2 separate regions of the Mus musculus genome follow, and region 1 is linked to region 2. A link is a contact called in public Hi-C data. All regions are on one chromosome and are shown on one strand. Each heading gives the region's core, a stretch centred on a gene start, on an enhancer-like site or on the middle of the called end of the contact. The rest is flanking DNA. Distances are from core to core; before and after follow the strand shown. Region 1 has its middle 48 kb from the start of Gm36076. Region 2 overlaps Ldb2 (LIM domain binding 2).

Evidence for each region. A called contact is a pair of places that touch in the nucleus more often than the background predicts.
Region 1: a Hi-C map of cortical neurons shows a contact between it and region 2, with 3 times the contacts expected there. The contact joins two enhancer-like sites. A contact is called at or near these places in 2 of 484 Hi-C or Micro-C datasets (cortical neurons and forebrain), 1 of 115 datasets of contacts at active chromatin or transcription factors (fibro-adipogenic progenitors) and 1 of 9 other capture datasets (liver).

Annotation. Positions count from the first base shown.
Region 1 is chr5:44,874,779-44,879,756 of GRCm38.p6, forward strand. No RefSeq gene overlaps it. Among named protein-coding and RNA genes, the nearest start is that of Gm36076, 48 kb to the right of the region's middle. Within about 2 kb of position 2,378, at least 50 of the 459 cell types and tissues checked have an H3K27ac peak or open chromatin away from gene starts, as enhancers often do. A contact at or near this core is called in cortical neurons, where this site is marked.
Region 2 is chr5:44,535,905-44,540,211 of GRCm38.p6, forward strand. The region is part of intron 3 of Ldb2 (LIM domain binding 2); the gene reads right to left. Among named protein-coding and RNA genes, the nearest start is that of Gm40297, 110 kb to the left of the region's middle. Within about 2 kb of position 2,312, at least 56 of the 459 cell types and tissues checked have an H3K27ac peak or open chromatin away from gene starts, as enhancers often do. A contact at or near this core is called in cortical neurons, where this site is marked.

The DNA.
Region 1 (4,978 bases), core at 1,128-3,627, 340 kb after region 2:
CCTCCCATAGTCTATGAATTCAACATAAAAAATGTAAAAATATCAAGTCGGTGTAGACTTTTCGCTTGACATTTATGTCCTATGTCCTAGACACTACAGTATAACATTTATTTACATAGAATTCCTAGTCTCCTCTATAAGTAATTGGAGAACTGGATATGATAGAAAATGTCACATCAGCATTCACAGGGCAGAGACAGGAGAACCACAAGTTCGAGGTCACCTTGTACTACATAGCAAGATAAATACACAAACATACCAAAGGCCAGGGATATGGCTCAGTGGGAGGGTACCTGTTTAGTGTGCATAAAGCCTTGAGTTCAAACCCCAGCATTGCTACCTAAATAAAATATATAGAATGATGTGGACAGTTTATATGCAAATACCCCTTTACATAAGGGTCTGGAGAACCTATAGATTCAGATGTCCGTGAGAGTTCTGGAATAAATTCTCCCATAGACATCAAAAGATGACTACATATATGTAGCAAACATAGATAAAAGAAATAAACATATATAAAAACGTTTAAATGGTCAAGCCCTCAAAGATCCATTCCTAAGTTACAATCATGTCAGCTGTGGGAGATGGCGCCTACACCCTGCATTGGCAAAATCCACTATGATCCTATTATGGATCTATGTATGTTTTACCAAAGAACATTAGGCAAAACCATAGCTTCCCAGAAGATACTTGCCAATGATAGCTCTTGTCTTGCTTCTCCTCTTGATACTTCTTAACAGCCTACCACCCTTTGCATCTCTCCAATGGAGAAAGAACTATTGGTCCAATTCCCATCCACCTGTAATATTTCTCATTAATTCTCAGTTTTAATATTTAAGATCACACATCATCAACAGAGAAGTCAGATGGAGAGATTGTAGGATGGGTGGAGGAATGGAAGGGTATATGAAAATTGACTCCTCCAGTATTTAGATGGCATGGCTAAAGCTCTACTGATTCTATGCTAGGTGTTCCTCCACAACTTTCCCTGTGTGATCTCAGGAAGCTTCAAAATGCTATCAAATATCTCTTAATTCTGCCTGTGAGTGCACCACAGTAACAGCAAAATAAATATCATACTCAACACCCACCGTGGTATATCTGTTTAACTCTACATCCTTCACAATAATGACCCTGGCTCTGTCCCTGCACATGTCTAATAAAGACACGTTTCTTTCTAAGAAAGATGCTTCCAACCAAAAGTGCCTCTTGGTGGAAGTTTTGGGTTCCATAGTATCATAGTTTTAGGTTCCATAATAATCAGGGTGGTTTATTTACATCAAAGATCTCCAAAGCGAATCACAAGTATAGAGTGGAATATTCTGGGAAGTAGTCATGATTGTGTATGTCCTTGACTTATGTCTTCAGATCCAAAGCCCTGGATTTGAATATACTCTTCCTCAGAAAGCATCAGCTACATAAATTACCTAAGAATTAAATGATTTTTATAACAACTGGCCTTGCTACTGGAACTAACAACAAGAGACCTTGAAGCCTAGTTCTGGTCCAGATTTTAACAACAGGAGCAAGAACCAACAGGCAACTTGTACAGTTTTGTTTGTAGAAATCATGTACAACAATGTCAGATTGTTTACTAAATGTCCTTCTGAATCTAGTAGATCTTTGGACAATGCTTTCTGAGAGGAGAATCTATTTGCTAAGCTCTTGAGAAGGTAGAAGTTGTTAGGCTGTAAAACCACATTCTCATACAATGCAATTTAGTATTGGATTGTTCTTCAGAACCTATTCTTATCACTGGTGGTGTGATCTTGTGAAAAGTGCTGTCAACATCCACACAATAAGAAGAAAAGTCATCCTTCTCTATATTACGGTGATGTGACAGTCTCCTAGACACCAAAACCTCACACAGGGCTCAGCACATCCTTCCCTAGAATGGGTGCCACTATTAATTGTGAAAATTGTACTTCATTGCACCTGCCAACTTCTTACTGGTTCAATTTCCTCTTCTCCATTTAGCACCTCCCTAATTTTCTTTCCAGTATGAATGGACAACAATTTCACTCTTCCATTTCTCTCTACTTATTCACAACCTTGGGGCTTTCCTCCATGTTGCTAACTGAAGGAATTTCTTAACGAATTAAAGACAGCCCTCCCCATCCCCCACCCCCGATGAATTCTGGTGCCAGTTAATACTACTTTTTTTTCCCCACCCGGACAGATGACCTTCTCTAACAGCTATTATTTTTGTATACTCAGATCTGTTTTCTTACATAAGATCTGGCTTCAGTCCTACTTCTCTGAAGAAAGATGAAACCTCTTGGGGAATCTGCTGTGAATCACCATCTCTATTTCTGCAGAGCGCCTGGCTCTTGCTGAATCTAGAAGCCAGGCCAGCTTCTAGGAGAAGCCAAATCACCGCCTACTATGGGAAGAAACCTGGGAGAGGATGGGCAGAGCTCTTAGCAACAGCAATACCCAGTGCAGGGAAGCAGCAAAAGCTTCCCTGGGCTTGAAAAAAATCTCAAAGAGTACTTCTATTCTTTAAGGGAGATTTTGCTTCCAGGAACTGACTGACATGTGAGTCTAAAGAGACATCTGTAGGAGAGATTTTTAGGGAAAAGACCCTTGGACTCAGCTCAGTTTCTTTACAGGAGGCTCAGTCAAGATAGGAGAAAATGGAAATTCCTTAACAAATTAGAAATAGCCTGCTGCTAACACCACAGACTAGGAACTGCTCTTGGTCTGAATTTTTGGTAAATCTGTAATTATACAATGACAAATACATGTTTTTGCTCCACAGTTGGAATGGATCTTACTTATATAAACGAATTGTGACATTTGGAAGAAGGAAGTAAATAACAGAGAGGTCATGTGACTTACTCAGTGCTGCATAGCCAGGAACCTGTGAGAGCCATAGATCCCTCAGGGGTTGGGAACCTCAGGACCCAGCTTCCTGGATATAGATAAATCTGCTCTCTGGAGTCATAGAAGATCTATCAACTGACAGGGTTCTGTTTCCTTTGATGTTCACACAAGCTCTCACCCCAGTAGGGAGCTGGGCCAGGAAGAGTTGAAAGCACCTGCCCCCAGGTCTACAGAAGGACGCATGAAAGATCCAGACTCAAATGCAGACAATCTCACTCCCAACCACAGACTGTAACTGCATGAGCTGAAGGCTGAGCTATCTGCATTCCCAGTGTTGTCCCCTTCCTATGCTGCTCCTAGATCTGATTCTTTTGAGCATTCTTCAGGCTTGTTAGGTCTCTCATTTGTCCCAGTCTGGTAGTGGTACCTCCCCTAATTTTGCTCACTAGGCTTCTTCTCGTGCTTCTACTGTTTTGGATGTGTGGTCAAGTCTTCTAGCCTCTACAGGTCAAACTGAAGTCTTTCCAGAATTTTAGTTGTGCTTTCTACTACAGCTCAAGGCTCATCATTTCTTCCCTTTTCTTTGGGATAGAGCCAGCATTCTTACCTTTAGAGTCTGGGGGACTACAGGATCCAGAGTAAAGATCTCAAGCTACAAGACCTGCTGGACTCAGCTTGTGGTGGGTTTGTTCCACCCTTCATGCCCCAGCAAGCTAATCAAAAGTGCATACACATATCTACTTTCCGCCCAAAAGAGGAGTCACTCTGTATGTCTCAGTCTTACCCACCAACAAAAGTAGCTAACAGCACACAACACATCAGGCTGGGGAATGTTGTTGTTTGTTTGGTAACTGCTGATGGCTAAGTCATCCAGAGCTGAGAGATAACTCTCTTAGAATAAATGGAAGCTTGCTAACACTTCATAGTCTACACGCCTCCTTTCATTCAGTCATTTGAGCACCTTGTTAGGCTGTGCCAGAGGTCTTTGAATTTGTTACTCGTTACAGCATTACCTTAACCCCATTATCTTTCCTGGATCATGACTCTCCTTTTTGAAAATTACCCAACTGCTTGGGTTCCCTCTATGCTTTTTCATGAATCCTTAGCCTTGCTCATTCATTCACTGGGAATGTTTTGCTGCAGGCAGCACTGGGGAGGAATGTCACGCCACAACGTAGCCAAGCCCAGTGCCTTTGTCATCTCCTTAGGTAACACCAGCTGTGGCCCAGTGGGATCACAAACTGGAACTCACTAAGAATATTTAGAAATTAACTAATCAGAGGGATATAGACACCAACATGGATTCATTGACTTTCCTGGAAACAGATCCAGGCTGTGTCGGAGTTCTGAAAAGAGCTTGCATTATAGGGGAACATGCAGTTGAACACAGACTCGAGGAGTTCTCCGAGGCTTCGGTTTAGGCATAGCATCATTCTGAAGCACACTTCACTTTTTCCTTAGTCTCATCACTTTTAAATAGAACAGGAGCCAGCATCTCTGCCCTGATGATCATGAAAACATACATCTATACCATGACTTGCATATTAAGTCAAAGCAGCTTCTTTCATGATATCCAAACAAGAGGAGTGGAAGTGCCCGTCAGCAGGTGAATGGCTGAGCCAGCTCATTTGCATGATGGACGATCACACAGCAGGAAAAGGAGCACATCCCTATTACATCAGGCACACAAGTAGATGTCATGGGGCAGAACACTTGTAAAATAAGCCAGATGCACATTTGATTCCATTTATATCAATGTAACCCAGTCCACAGAGACAACAAGAGTTCAGCGCTTGCTTAAAACGAAGCCAGGGCTGAGGAGAGAAACATTCTAAAGGGGCCTGGAGAAAACTCCAGAGAATGATGCAATCCCCAGATGATTGTGTCAGTGGTTTGATGGATCCATAGTCCTATCAAAACTCTTCAAAATGTACTGTTTAAATGTATGTAATTTACTGCGGTAAAATTATTCCTTAATACATTTTTTGTGGGGGGGAGGACACGTATATTGGGTGATGGGATACGGCTAAGTCAGTAAAGTACGTTCTATTCAAGCATGAGAACCTTAGTTCAGATTCCTAGCATCCATATAACAATTTGGGTGTATTGGTACATATTCTTGTAATTCCAGCCTGGGAGTCAGAGACAGGAG
Region 2 (4,307 bases), core at 1,062-3,561:
CTACACTCTACCACTCTTTTCACTATGGATGACTTTGGGAGGGAAGAGACTAATACAAGGCAATACACACCCCTATCCTTTTTTCAACTAAAGGACAGTGAGCGGGTAATGACATCAACAGTTAGAACTAGTTAGTTCAACTAGTTAGTTACAACTAGTTAGTTATGTTTGCTTTGAGGGAGCAGTACAAGAATGCTTGGAGGCTTTGAAAACAGAGGATACAAGATTTGAATTCTGACCATACTTTGTACTTATTCTGGAACTTGAGGGAAATCGAGTATGGCCCCACACCACCAAGTGTATTCTGCAAAGAGAATGCTGTCTAGTGTGCCTAGCCCAAGAAGAACGGGGCAGGCAGATATAGCTGAGCAGATAAAACAAACAGAACCTAGGAGAAGAGAGAATCCAAAAAAGGTCACCATGATGTTTGTGTTGAGATGCAGATCACAAGAAATATCTCTGGGAATGACAGGGGCTTTGGCCTTTAGACTCCATACGTTTTCTCCTTTTTACTATGCTGAGTCTTTGCTCAGACTTTCTGGGAGAAAGATTTCCTAGTTAACACAGATATGCAAACTTCTGAAAGAATGTGTAAAGGCTAATCTGTAAAGCTGTAGTCCAGGAAGATAGTGGTTAACAGCTTACATCAAGTTATCCTGAGATGTGGTTAATGATTCTCCTCTTGGGAGAATACAAACTATGCCATTTGGGAAGTTCTAACTGTCACAGGCAATGGTCGGGGGCGTTCCATGTACTCTGATGAGACATTTCAGAAGTTGTGGGGAAGAATCAGTATAGAAGGCTTAATCAGGCTCTGCTGAAAAAAAGTACACTTGCCATCTTCATTTTATCAAAGATCTGTTGGATGTAATGAGATAATTATTGATAATCTGGGTGAAGACCTCAACCTCAGAAGCAATTAGCAGAACTTCTGAGTAAGTTTGGACATGTGGGCTCCATGCCCTAAAACTCTGAGAGGGGTTGTCTGCTGAGCATGGTTTCTGGCAGCTTAGCTATGAGTGTTAGTGAGTAGAAAGGCAGATGTCGCCAATGTCCCCAAACCATTCTCCCAAACACATCTCGAGCACTGGAATTAATTTACCAAGGTTCTCAAAGAAGTATCATGCAGATTAAACCAAATCCCTACCTCCACTTCAGGGTGTTAATTTCATACAAGTCACCTGCAGTGACAACTTTCACAGAAGGGAGGGTCACAAGTAAACTATCTATGGGAAAAACATATCCATAGGCTATAATATTTTCTTTATTTTTTTAAGAGATGGGATTATTAGATAGTTAAACAAATATATTAGCCTGGTTTAATATCAGGGTCATTTATTGTTACTATTATTGTTGTTCTTGCTGCTGCTGCTGCTATTATCATCTATTTGTTTTCTGTCTGTAAACCACAGGATCAGGGTAGAAAAAGGCTCTGGTCTGCTTCAGCTAGATCCAAGTTTTATGATGAGAGGGAAAGTGTGTAATCCTTCTGAAGTCTGCTCAGTGGGAGCATCTGCAGGGCCAAGGTTAGGTGCTTCCTTCCTTCACTCTGTCATAGCAAACTGGTTGGGACTTCTCTTACAGACAAACCGCGTCAGGCCAACAAAATGGAAAATTGCCACAAGTCACGGGCTCCCTTTGGAGTCAAATGGGCTCACTGTATCCAGGGAGTACTATGTATAAAATGGGAATTCTTAGAACTGTTTCCCAGTTGACTACAACAGATTTTTTTTTTAAAGTAAGTTAAATGATATCCAAAAATGAAAGATGCAAGAGAATTTTGGTCGGTGTTCTTCCCCCCTCCCAAATGATTATACATATAGCATTATCCCAAGACTCCGGGAGACTCCCCTTCTCTAATGGAAGCTAAATGAAATCCAAAGCTTTGTGGTTTGTTTTCTATGCAACCACCAAGAACCATAACAGAGGTACATATGGAAGAGTGTATGTCTCCTTTGTTAGGAAATATAAAAAAATAAGCATAGCTAATAAAGTAAAAGTAATGTTTTCTCACTTCAAAAAATATCTGTAGATTCTTATTAATCAATAGAGTTAATGCAGCTTTTATCTAAAGTTGGTCTTTAAAGGAAAAAAATATCCTGCTTTTCTGTTGGAATCCAAAAATCAAAAAGGGTCCCCAATTAAGAAAACATTTTCTGTTGTGCTGAATTCATGTTACCGTACTGTGAGCTCTGACATTTTGTTTCTGTGGTAACCAAAATCAGCTGATTAGTTGGCATGGCAACAGAAAAGATGTAATCCCAGCAGACACACTCTAATCAATGCCCCCAGCACAGATGGTCTCCGGAGGATCAACAAGAAAGAGGCTGGCAGGCATTCAGTTGATCACGTGCTAGCTTGAGACTCGGCCAGGAATGAGAAAAGTAAAAAAGAACATTTCTCCAACTACCCGGTAGCTTTTTAACCCTTCTCTCTCTCTAGCTAATGAAGTAATACTGATCACACTGTCCTATGATTCAACAGCTCTCATAGAGCAATGTGTATATTTTTTAATAGGTGGGAATATTTAGTTTTGTATCTTTATATATGAACAACAGCGTGAGTCTAATAGAGAATTTAGAATACTATCTAAATTCTAAAAAGCTCTCTGAATTTTACCTAGAGATATCACATATGTAAATTTTATTTGGGGGACATAATACTTAATTAGGGGGATATGATCTTTGACATAAGAAATTTTAGATTGTAGTGTGATACACAGGGAAAAGTCAGAATGGGAAACAACTGTGAAGAAAATCAAGTGAGAAGTGTTCACTTAGAGGACACTTAGTTAATGTGCTTCCAGGTTATATTTGTCTCAGGAGTAAATGATTTCATGATAAATAACTGAGAAGAGAAAAAAAATCCAAAAACTCATGTTTGCAGAAGTGATGCAGGTATCCAACAGGGGTTGTACCTATTGTTTTACTTTGCAAAAGCCAAGAATTTACATTTACAGTGGCTCTCTCAGGATCTCCCGATGTTCACATGTTCACATCCTTGACAATAACTCAAGGGGCTTTGACTCTGAAACTCTCCCGGCATGCTCTTCTGATTATTAAGCCTTGTTTTTCTATTTGATTTGAAATTGAAAACATAAAAGAAAGGCTTTATTATGTGCATTTAAAAATTCTAATTACATATTTATCCTTAATCTATAATGTTCCTGGTATCAGGAAATTGCAAAATGCTCACTATACCCCTGAGGGATATTTAATATCTCTGTTGATTAGGAATGTGGCTGATTTCCGATTCGCTAGTTGACCAAATTTTCATAAAAGCAACTCAGAGCCATTGGGTCAAATGCTATTTGGGGAGAAACAGTTTAGTGGTCGTCTAAATTAGAACAATGTAAGCTGCAGACACATAATGTGCTAAAAATCCTCCAGGAGTAGGACCAGAATGCCAGCTCAGGTTTTACAATTCTCTTTCTTTGTGGCACCAGGAAGCTTACTTTTTGTTTAAAATAGCCATAGTGTTTGATTACACAAGGCTAAGTTATTTTTAATTAACATAAGAACAGAAGGAAATTAGAGTAGCATAGTGAACATCAAGGGTGGAAGGAGGGAGGGAGGGACAGGCAGAGGGAGAGAGAGAGAGAGAAGAAAAATGAATCCTTCGAATCCTATCAAATTTCCTAAAAATAAATGTGCATAATTAGCATCTGGATTAAGTCGCTATAATGAAACTACATGTCCTAGAAAGAGATATTTTTCATCAGAGTATTGAAATATTTATTACAGGAGTAGGCAAATAGTCCATTCTGCCTTGGAGCAAAATGACATAGGTGGTCCAAATAATTGATGCTCTCAGAGCCAAGGGAGCTATGTTCAGCTCTTTCTAGTGATTGCCTTGTTTTCCTGGAAAGAAAGAAAGAAAACCAAAACATACACACATAACAAACAAACAAACAAACAAACAAACAAACAAACAGCACACTGGGGAGCAGAGGGAACATTCCAGATAAAATGAAGCCAAGAAGCAAACCTCTGTGTCTTAACTAAGATGAGAAAAGCACTTCATGCCTTGTGGATTCCTCAGAAAAGTGAGGTGGGGTGTGGTCTAGCACAAGTCTAAAATGTTCCATTACATCCCCTCAGATCAACTCACCTTGCTCTCTTGTGGGTTTGGGCCTGACCCTAGAAAGAAAGATACTGACTAAACCTATAAAAAGGCTGACACAAAATGCTTCTGAAATTTTTCAATGGCTGCAGACATTGAGCATAGTTTCTGAATGATGGAAAAGTTTTATTTAATTAACATGCGTTGTTTCTCTTAAAGCATAAGGAGGTGACATATTTTATTTG